3 separate regions of the Mus musculus genome follow, and regions 2 and 3 are each linked to region 1. Evidence: chromatin contacts called from public HiChIP or PLAC-seq and promoter capture Hi-C data. All regions are on one chromosome and are shown on one strand. Each heading gives the region's core, a stretch centred on a gene start, on an enhancer-like site or on the middle of the called end of the contact. The rest is flanking DNA. Distances are from core to core; before and after follow the strand shown.

What was found. Promoter capture Hi-C pulls out the DNA fragments that hold promoters and counts their contacts. HiChIP or PLAC-seq counts read pairs in DNA pulled down with a chosen protein or histone mark.
Region 2: a promoter capture Hi-C map of pre-B cells shows a contact between it and region 1, with 2.8 times the contacts expected there. The contact joins the promoter of Spic here to the promoter of Dram1 in region 1. A contact is called at or near these places in 10 of 39 promoter capture datasets (the 3T3-L1 cell line, the C10 cell line, the HPC-7 cell line and 6 more), 1 of 484 Hi-C or Micro-C datasets (the G1E-ER4 cell line), 4 of 115 datasets of contacts at active chromatin or transcription factors (bone marrow-derived dendritic cells, bone marrow-derived macrophages and embryonic stem cells) and 3 of 9 other capture datasets (liver, macrophages and pancreatic islet).
Region 3: a CTCF HiChIP or PLAC-seq map of the NIH/3T3 cell line shows a contact between it and region 1, with 8 read pairs. The contact joins the enhancer-like site here to the promoter of Dram1 in region 1. A contact is called at or near these places in 6 of 39 promoter capture datasets (the 3T3-L1 cell line, embryonic stem cells, hematopoietic stem and progenitor cells and 3 more), 2 of 15 datasets of contacts at CTCF or cohesin (the NIH/3T3 cell line and large pre-B cells), 5 of 484 Hi-C or Micro-C datasets (LSK cells, Th2 cells, embryonic fibroblasts and 2 more), 5 of 115 datasets of contacts at active chromatin or transcription factors (bone marrow-derived macrophages, embryonic forebrain, embryonic stem cells and 2 more) and 4 of 9 other capture datasets (adipose tissue, liver, macrophages and 1 more).

Annotation. Positions count from the first base shown.
Region 1 is chr10:88,355,569-88,359,081 of GRCm38.p6, reverse strand. Dram1 (DNA-damage regulated autophagy modulator 1) reads left to right here and starts at 2,007. Exons shown (of 7, transcript NM_027878.2): 1 at 2,007-2,290. The coding sequence starts at 2,160.
Region 2 is chr10:88,681,705-88,685,437 of GRCm38.p6, reverse strand. It overlaps Spic (Spi-C transcription factor (Spi-1/PU.1 related)), which reads left to right and starts at 2,415. Exons shown (of 6, transcript NM_011461.3): 1 at 2,415-2,463.
Region 3 is chr10:88,718,538-88,721,883 of GRCm38.p6, reverse strand. No RefSeq gene overlaps it. Among named protein-coding and RNA genes, the nearest start is that of Gm4925, 11 kb to the left of the region's middle. Within about 2 kb of position 1,798, at least 13 of the 459 cell types and tissues checked have an H3K27ac peak or open chromatin away from gene starts, as enhancers often do. A contact at or near this core is called in the NIH/3T3 cell line, where this site is marked.

The DNA.
Region 1 (3,513 bases), core at 758-3,257:
ATAGATTTTGAGAAAGTCCTGGTTGGGGACCAGCAAGAGAGCTCTGTGGCTAAGCCTGATGTTCTACGTTTGATTCCCCAGAATCCGCATACCCACATGGTAGAAAGAGAGACTCGGCTTTTCTAAGTAGCCCTGACCTTCACGCACATACCATGGCCTGAGCACAAGCTATCATGTGTGCACACACAATATAAATATGTAAACCTATAGAGAAGTGGGAGAAAGAGAAAGCCCAGGTACCTAAAGTTGGCTGCAGGCTTTTGCATAGCATAGCAGTTCAACCCTTCCGTCTTCCATTGTGACCGATATGATCTAATTTCCTGAAACCCAAGACATGCTTTTGTTGGCAAGTCTAAATAGATTGATTTTGGTGTTGCCTTGGATTTAATTGCCTCTTTGCTTTCTGGCACCAGCAGCCTTTGGTTGTCAGTCCCCATACACACTTGCAGTCATTACTGTCCTTGCTGTGACTAATTACCTAAGAAAAGGCTGCTTAAAGGTGGAAGGACTTATTTTGGCTCACAGTTCACAGGAATTCGGCCCACCATGGCAGGCAAGTCACACAGTAGACCAACTTGATCTGAAGCACCGAGGGAGGGAGAAAATGTTCCCCTGGCTTTCTCTTCCTCTCCTTTTTATTCACTCAGAGCCCATGGGATGGTGCTGCTTGCTTGAAGTTAAGCCTTTTTGGGAAATGCCTTCAGAGACACATCCATGGTGTGTTACATTAATATTCTAGGTATCTCCTAATATCATTAAGTTGGCAATTGAAATGAATCATCATTATGCTGGCTTTCCTCAAAATTAGCATATTCATTGTAATTAACAAAAATCCCTTAAGTAGTCTGCATTTGTCTTTGGGTATACAGCTTTACCTTGTATCTTAGTCAGGGTTTGTATTCCTGCACAAACATCATGACCAAGAAGCAGGTTGGGGAGGAAAGGGTTTACTCAGCTTACACTTCCACATTGCTGTTCATCACCAAAGGAAGTCAGGACAGGAACTCACAATCCCTGTAGGCTATTCCCTAGCATGGTATGGCACACAAGGCACATTTATGTGGCTGAGATGAACCTGTATTAGGTCATCTATGGCCAAAAGTGGGCTCAGAATTCCCAAACTATAGCTCAGACCCGCAGAGCTGGCCAGTGCTTCAGGAACACCAATTGGTTTGGTTTAGGTGGTGTCTGGCTGGGTGGATCTGAAATGGATCAAGTCATCTTGTCTTGCTGCTAGGAAATAAATACTCCAAGTAGAATTGGTGGGAACAGATATATACTCCAAGTAGCTTTTGGTGGGTGGGCCAGGGCTGGATCCAACCCTTTCTGTCACTTGCCTGAATTAGATCCTTTGTCCATTCTAGGCAAGTGCTCTACCATTGGGCTAAATTTCCAGCTCTTTAGAGGGCGGCTCACTAAGCTGCGAATTCAGACCTTGAACTTGTGATCCTCCTGCTTCAGCCTCCTTAGTAGCCAGGCAGCAGGGATGACAGACTTGTGCTATCAGGCCTGGTTACTATGCGATTTGGCTTTCCCGCTGCTTATCACAAAGGTGTATGTGACGTCCATGCCCAGTGGCCCAAACACCACTGAGCCCCTTTGCCTGAACCCCAGAACCCATAGCGGGACCCGATGGGGTGCGCATCACTGGTGGCCAAGGCTCTGGAAGGAAGCTCAGTGGGTGCTGGAGAGAGAGGCTCAGAGGAAAAACCCCCAAGGGAAGGAGGAGCTGGGAATCCAGCCAGTTTGGCGGGACTTGCCCAAGAGCTGGCCAGCCTCGCGGGGTCCCGCGTCTCCCGCCGCACCCACCCGTCGCTGTATCAAGCAAAAGCGAAAGGAAGCCGAGCGGTCCCGCGTGGCGTGGCGTGGGCGGGGAGGTGGCTGCGCGCTCTAGCTCCGCGGGACCAGGCTGCCGCTTTGTGACTTCACCGGTTTCGCAACAAGCCAGGACCGCCCGCGCCCCACCCACCCGGCTGCCCGTCCGCCCTCCGCCCTCGGGTCTCTGAGCGCTTCCCTCCCTCCGGGGCTGGGCCTGTCCCGGCCGTCCCGGAGTCTCTGTCCCGCCGCGCCGTTAGCTGTCTGTGTCTTGGCCACCGCCTCCAGGCAGTCCGCAGCAAGCCAGCTTCTTGGTCCGACGAGCTCAGCGCCCTCTCACCGCGATGCTGTGCTTCCTCAGGGGAATGGCTTTCGTCCCCTTCCTCCTGGTGACTTGGTCGTCCGCAGCCTTCATCATCTCCTACGTGGTCGCGGTGCTCTCTGGGCACGTCAACCCCTTTCTCCCCTATATCAGGTGAGGGGCAAGAGGAGCGTGAGGGAGGGACCAGGTGAGCTGAGAGGGAGGGAAGGCGTGCAAGCCAGGCATGGGTAGTGGAAATTCTTGAGGTAGTGGAAAGGTGTGACAAGATAATCTCTGGGATCCCCGGGCAAGTTTAGAGAGTCAGGAAGCACGTGTGGGTTCTGCCTTTAATGAGAAACAGTGCTCAGAGCCGCGCATCAAGCAGACAGCTAGACAGCTGGTGGCACCTTTAGACCTGGGGTATGGGATAAAATCTTGGGGAGAGCCTTCTTTGGTGACACTCAGACAAGGAGAGTTCCTAAGATACCATTTATTGTAAGTAGATCCAGGCATGTGGCAAACCGCTCACTTATTTCTCTTCCCAACAACTCCTGGCTCCTCCCCTCCCTCCCTCTCCCCCTCTCTGTCTCTGAGACTGGATCTCCCTATGTAGCCCAGGTTGGCCTGAAGTCTAGGGTGGTATACACAAGTCTACCTTCTTCTGCTTCTCTAGTGCTGGGATTTAAAAGTCTTCACCACCACAGGGGGCTCATTTCTAACAGCTAAAATTTCTTTTCCATGAAAGAAAATGGAGGTTTAAACTGGTGGAGATACACCAGTAGGTCATTGGCGTAAAAGCAACCCTGGACCCCTTGTGCCAACAGCAGCACCTTTAGGATGGACCTGCCTCATACTCCTCTGGACCTGGTGCCTCTAAAGTCAGAGTCCTCAAGTTGTCAAAACCTGTGAAGTTTCTTGCCCTTATTTATTACTTTGTTTCCTACTTAGTCTCCGTCTTTCCTGAGGGTCCTTTATCCACAGCTGGGACAACAGCTTGATCCTCCTTTTTTGTTTATTAGATATTTTCTTCATTTACATTTCAAACCCTATCCCCAAAGTCCCCTATACCCTCCCCCCACCCTGCTCCCCAACCCACCCACTCCTGCTGCTTAGCCCTGGCATTCCCCTGTACTGGGGCATATGATCTTCAAAAGAAAGGCCCTCTCCTCCCATTGATGGCCGACTAGGTCATCCTCTGCTACATATACAACTAGAGACACGGCTCTGGTAGGGGAGGTACTGATTAGTTCATATTGTTGTTCCACCTATAGGGTTGCAGACCCATTCAGCTCCTTGGGTTCTTCTCTAGCTCCTTCATTAGGGGCCCTGTGTTCCATCAAATAGGTGACTGTGAGCATCCACTTCTGTATTTGCCAGGTACTGGCATAGCCTCACAA
Region 2 (3,733 bases), core at 1,166-3,665, 330 kb before region 1:
GAAAGTACAGGCCAAGGCTACACAGAGAAACCCTTTCTCGAAAAACAAAACAAAACAAAACAAAAAAACAAAAACAAAAAAACAAACCAAAAAACAAAAAACTGTATGTCTCCAACATGGGGGAAGACTTGGTGGGGCTTGGGATCCAATAAAAATAAACCAACGTGAGAGATTCGGGTTCTACTTTGTTACTTTAAAGTCTACATTTGATAAGAGGAGCTGTTCACTGTATTTGCATGACAGACAGTCTCAGGCAGGAAACTTGTTCCATCTCAAAGGTGAGCACACGCCCTTCTTGACCTTCCCACCCACAAGATTTACTGATTCTTTTGTTTACTTGCTTGTTTGGATGTCCCCCGGCCAAATGGGAAAGTGCTTAAAAGTAGGTCCAAGTCAAGTCTGTGTCAGTCAAACCAGAGGATGCCAGAGGAGTTTGTCCCCATCTTGCACTGGCGGACACAGTGTTGGACAGGTAAGTGAACTGGATGCATGGGAAGGGTGTGTACCTAACCTTAGAGCTAAGTAAGCTTTGCTGCTCTTCATCCATGCCTGCAGTATCTGAGAAACATCAGCTATCCAGAGAGTGGATCATTTAGGTGCCCTTCTGTGTAAAGCAATCTCAATGCCAAGGAAAGAGAATAGTCTAGATTTCTAGGTCTTTCTCCTTCTCCTTTTCTTGCTTCTCTTATCCTCCCCCCATCTCTCTCTCTATCACACACACAGACACACACTTTGTGTGTTTAGACCAGGAGATGCAGGGTGGGCTGGGCATCGCCATGTAGCTGTACAGATGGCAGATGGTTGTGATGGGCACACTGTGGCTGATGTCACACTGTGACTGATGGCATACTGGATGATGGCACACTGTGGATGATGGCGCACTGTGACTGATGGCACACTGGATGATGGCACACTGTGGGTGATGGCACACTGTGGATGATGGCACAGTGGATGATGGCACAGTGGATGATGGCACACTGTGGATGATGGCACAGTGGATGATGGCACACTGTGGATGATGGCACAGTGGATGATGGCACACTGTGGATGATGGCACACTGTGGATGATGGCACACTGGATGATGGCACACTGTGAATGATGGCACACTAGATGATGGCACACTGTGGATGATGGCACACTGTGGATGATGGCACACTGTGGATGATGGCACACTGCGGATGATGGCACACTGTGGATGATGGCACACTGTGGATGATGGCACACTGTGGATGATGGCACACTGGATGATGGCACACTGTGAATGATGGCACACTAGATGATGGCACACTGTGGATGATGGCACACTGCGGATGATGGCACACTGTGGATGATGGCACACTGTGTAGCTGATGAGCACACTATAGCTGAAGAGCTCACTGTAGCTGATGGTTGTGAGCCATCATATGGTTGATGGGAATTGAGCTCCAGCCCTGCTTGCTCCAGCCCAAAGATTTATTTATTATATGTAAATGCACTGTAGCTGTCACCAGAAAAGGATGTCAGATCTCATTATGGATGGTTGTGAGCCACCTTGTAGTTTGCTGGGACTTGAACTCAGGACCTTCGGTAGAGCAGTCAGTGCTCTTAACGGCTGGGCCATCTCTCCAGTCTGCAGCCAGTGTTCTTAACTTCTGAGTCATCTCCCCTTTTCTTTTCCTTTCTTTTCTTGAGTTGTAGCCCTTTCCTTCTTGTGATGTGATGTAGCCCAGGCTGTTCTTAAACGTACAGTGGTCCTCCCGCCTCTCCTGAGTAGTACGTAAGCCTGATACTGAGTGTGATACTACAATTAGTCTTTTGAAGGAGTCAGTTCTCTCTTCCACTCTGTAAGTTTGGGAGCTGAACGTAGCTCATCAGGTTTGAACGTAAGAGTCTTGACTTTGTCTCAGGTCTCCTTTAAACTCCCTCTTGAGTCAACTGTGAGAACTAAGCTTTAGGTTGGTCACACCAAATGCTGTCATGTGGGGGCTGGGGCTCTAAGTCTCAAAGGAAGGGTTACAATCAAGTGCTGGTTTATTGTGGGGAGCCTGATCTAAAGGGCTCGTAGGCAGGCTGTTGAGAAGAAGTCCATAGTCTAGAGTGTGAAGTCCAAAACTGGGAGAGATGATATAAGTGAGAAAAGAGGGGTGGCTAAGGTCAGAGGTTTCTGGATGGAGTTAGCAGCTCAGAGGAGTGAGTGGAGTGTTGGGGGGGGGGGGAGAATGTTGTGGGGACTGGGTGCTGAGCCTTGAGTTTGATTCTAATGCCCCAGAGAATGCTAACTATTACATGTCCTTTCAAAATAATAGCCCCTGGTGTCTTACTTGGTCACATCAAGAAGTAGAATTATGCAGGCACTGTGCCTTTTAAAAAAAATCCCCTTTGCAGCACTTCCTTAAAAAATAGCTATTTAATGCGACTCTGCCAGGGTGTTGTTGATAGCGTCCTTGACATTTCAGTACAGATATCGCCACTTGGTTTTCCTGGTAAGTGTTCAGTTTATGTCTTCCCTGAACCTTTGTATTAAGTGTTCCATTTTCTCCTTGGGATGAATGTTTCTTGGGCTATTGTTTTACTGTCTGTTCCGCTGCGAGAAATAGTAAGCCATTGATAAGCTAAAGCTGAATCATCAGTTGAAATACTGCTTGGAATGGAAAGGCAGGCTTGAGGCTGTAGAGGCTGTGGGTCTTTATAACACAAACTCTAATTAAACTGATTAAGCTCCTTTATTTACAGTTCATAGAAACCTTGTTTTCGGGAGCTAGTAAAAAGAGTTTGCTTCTATTCTCATACTCTAGGCGCTGTTAAAGAGTGAGTTCAAAATACAATAACCTTCAGCACTACAGGGTGAGGTCATAGTTTAAAAGTCATGAATGGCTTTTTAAAAAATACCTAACACTGATAGTATTCATTTGATGGGTGGGCTAGCGCACGACGACAATCTCAGCATTTGGGAGGCTGATACAAGAAGATTGGCAAGTTTAAGACCAGTTTGGACTACAGAATGAGTGTGTGATCTTAGACCAGGCTACACTGTCATTGTGTGAAAAGAGTAAAGAGATCACCCCCCACCCCACCCCCAAAAAAAGAACATAGCCTAAACTATAATTTATACATTTTCTTTTCTTTTTTTCTTTCTTTTTTTTTTTTTTTTTTCGAGACAGGGTTTCTCTCTATAGCCCTGGCTGTCCTGGAACTCACTCTGTAGATCAGGCTGGCCTCGAACTCAGAAATCCGCCTGCCTCTGCCTTCCAAGTGCTGGGATTAAAGGTGTGCGCCACCAACGCCTGGCTTCTTATGTTTTCTTTTAAGTGATCTAGTGCAAAGATGATGTATTGTCATCTCACTGTATTAATCAGTATTAAATGTTGAATATTAAGTAATACTAAAGAGTATCAGCTAGGATTACAGGGTAAGAACTTGAGCCTATGTTTAATGATGAAGTAATCTGTGTTAAAGTCCCACACTTTCTTATGTGGCTTTTCTTTGTTACACCATTCAGCAAGTCACATGAGGATGGAGAACTTAAGGTCATCTCTGACAACCGGTGTCTTAGAGAAAATACAAATCTCAAGAAGGGATAATAATAGCGTGAATCTTTCTTCCTTGAGAAAAAAAGAAAAAGTCACACACAGCCTCTAACTCACAGAAACCCAGTGTTTACTGGAACTCTACACCACCATGCCCCGTGTATAAAATAAGTCGTTGGAATTCTTAAATATGTTCCAGTTATTTCTGTGTCATCAATTACGCAGC
Region 3 (3,346 bases), core at 549-3,048, 360 kb before region 1:
TCTGGTTTGAGCTCCAAACGAAAGTTTTCTATTATCCAGAGGGAAGCCATTCAACCTCTCTCTGTGGCTCAGCATCCTTTCTAAGTTGAAGGATCGGCTGGTGGTGTAACTTCTCAGATATTAAGGCATAAAAGAACCCAGAGATGAGAGCCAAGAAGAACCATGCATATATTTTTGCAATTGTGAAGATTCCAGGGGACGCTGGTGTTGGTCCCAAAATACCCTTCGATAACTGTGAGTTTCTCTGCTCCTTGACCTATTTACTATGTTTTATGCAGCTGGTAATGTAATGATCTGTGCAATGCTCCATGCTCTATGCTTCCTCCATGCTTCCCCCTTATATGGATCCCACCCATCTCTTCAAACTCTTTCCTATGCTACTCTGGTACCCAAGTCTTCATCTTCCTCTACTGTATTACAGTATTCATTAATGGTATTTGGAACTTGCATGCATTGTCTGCAAACAGTAACTATATTTGGTTATTGGGTTTATACAAATATCCAGTTATACACTGTTCTTTAAAAAAAAAACCTGTGAGTCCTAATTAGCATTAACTATGAACTTGACACAACCTACAATCACCTAGAAAGAGTCAACTGAGACAGAAACTGAGCTGCACAAGTAACCCCACACAAAACTAGAAAAAGAATTGTTCAACTGATCCATGTCATTTGGATAAGGAAGATGTCTTAGTTAGGGTCTCCATTGCTGTGAAGAGATACCATGACCAAGGCAACGCTTACAAAGGACTACATTTAATTGGGGCTGGCTTACAGGAGTGGAGGTGCACACCTTCAATCCCAGCACTCTAGAGACAGAGGCAAGTGGATGTTGAGAATATGAGGCCATCCATGGCTTCACAGAAAAATTCTGTCTAAGAAAGGGATGTGGAGGGTCCATATGTCCATACTGTCTTTATAAGGTAGATCTGTGGGCATGTCTGTGAAGGATTATGGATTATCCTGACATAATTGACAAGGGCCCAGCCCACTGTGGGCAGCACATTCCTACGGTTGACCTAGGCATACAAAAGGCAATTAGCATGAGTTCATGAGTGAGCCAGAGAAGGAACCAGGAAGCAGGATTCCTCCACAGTTCCTGCCTCCATGTTCTTGCTTTGAAAATCTGCCCTGACACCCTTTAGTGACAGATTTTGAACTGGAAGTGTAAGCCAAATAAACCCTTTTCACCCTAAGTTGCTATTTGAGTGCATTATTACAGCAACAGAAAGAAAACTAGAGTCCTGTGGTGCCATGGATGAAAACCAGTGTCTCACACCTGCCAGGCAAGAACTTTACCAAGGGAGCAATAACTCTAGCTCTGTAGCTTCTCCCTTCCTTCCTTCCTTCCTTCCTTCCTCTTTCTTCCTTTCTTTCTTGTTCTTTACTTATTTATTCCTCCCTCCCATTTGTCCCCTCCATCCCTCTTTCTTTTCCCTTCCTTCCTTCCTTCCTTCCTTCCTTCCTTCCTTCCTTCCTTCCTTTCTTTCTTTCTTTCTTTCTTTCTTTCTTTTGTCTCTCTCTTTCTTTCTTTCTTTCTTTCTTTCTTTCTTTCCTTCCTTCTTTCTCTTCCTTCCTTCCTTCCTTTCTTCTCTCTTCCTTCCTTTCTTTCTTTCTTTCTCTTCCTTCCTTCCTTCCTTTCTTCCTTTCTCTATTCCTCCCTCCCTTCCTCCTTTTTGTTCTGTTTTCCTGTTTTCTTTCTTTCTCTTCCTTCATTTCTTATGAAACCTAGTACAGTGCCTCACATATAATAAATACCCAAAAGAGTCATGCTTGAACATTTGAATGAATAAATGATTCATCATGGCATTATGTGTCAGAAAGAAATCAGATGTTTTAAAATACAGCATTGTTTTCTAGATTGTGGAGAAAACAGTCAATGTGGAATTCCCCTAATCTTGAGAGAAGCAGTCTAATGTAAACAGCAGTCTGCTCTGCTCTTCAGCTAACAGTATTAGGGCTATTGAAAGTAAGTTTATCTTGAGATTCAACTTTCTCCCTTCAGAGTCAAACACAAGGATATTTGCTATCACTGCTTCTGCCCCACAGTTCAAACACACAGAGCATATTTCTCATGTGATTTTTGGCATCACTTAAATAAAAACTAGCTCCATAGAGCATTGCTTGGTGGGATGATTTCAGCAGCCTCTTTAAACATTTGCTTTATTCCAATTACATGCCAAAAAATAGTGTGAACTCCCTGCCCGGAAAACAGCCAATGTTACTATCAATATAGAGAAGTTATTTCAAATTTTAAAGTTAAAAGAAGGAAGTGTTTTGAATGTTGCCTAAGTCAGTATTGTGGGAAAAAGTTAGAAAACTTTCAGAACATGCCACCCTACTTTGCATTTCTGTTGAATACTTGGTTGCTGTTGCTTTAACCAAACTTGAAGTATTTATCTCATAAATCAAATATTGATTTATTATGTTTGGCAGAGGAAAGAACTCTGTTGTACATGACCAAATTATTGATCCGGCAGAAGTTTAGTTGCGAGTTATTGAAGTTTACTGTAAAAACTGTAAAGTACTAATCCCACAGATCTGAAAGCATTTTTTAAAGATACATATTTAGTGTGTGTGTGTGTGTGTGTGTGTGTGTGTGTGTGTGTGTGTGTGTCTGTGCGCACACACGCGCCTGAGTGTGTTTATGGTACTCTCTGAAGAGAGAAAAGGTTAAATGCCCTGGAGCTGGAGTTATAGGCAGTTGTTAGATGAGGCATGGCTGCTGGGAACTGTAGTGGAGTCTCTGGAAGAACAGTGCTGTTAGCCCCCGAGCCATCTCTCCTGCCTCTCTGAAAACATCAAATCTTTATATCATCACCATGGTTTTTGAGATAGGGTTTTTTTTTTTGTGTGTGTGTGTGTGTGTAACATCCTTGGCTCTACTCTCTTTGAATTCTCTTTATAGGCCAGGCTGGCCTCAAACTCACAGAGATCTGCCTGCCTCTGCTTTCTATGTGTTGGGACTAAAAGCCAGCAGCACTGTTAGCATTTCTTCTAGGCTCCACCCCACAGTTACCTAGCAACAGCCAGATGTGTTTGACTCACTATAAAAGAGGCTGCTTGCCCCCTCCTCTTTTGCTCTTCTTCTTCTTCCTCTCTTCCCTCTCTGTCCTCTCTCTCCTTATTCCCCTCCCCCGTCTCCATGTGCTCATGGCCAGAGTCTCTCTCTGTCTCTATTCCCTCAACTTCCCTCCCATGCCCTAAATAAACTCTATTCTATACTATGGCTGGAGCCTCAGGAGGAAGGGATGGCTCAGCATGGGCCTACAGAGGCCCCCCTTCCCACTGCACCCCCCACCCCCACCCTGCACCATAGGGAGCATCTATCAAACACATCCCTGGC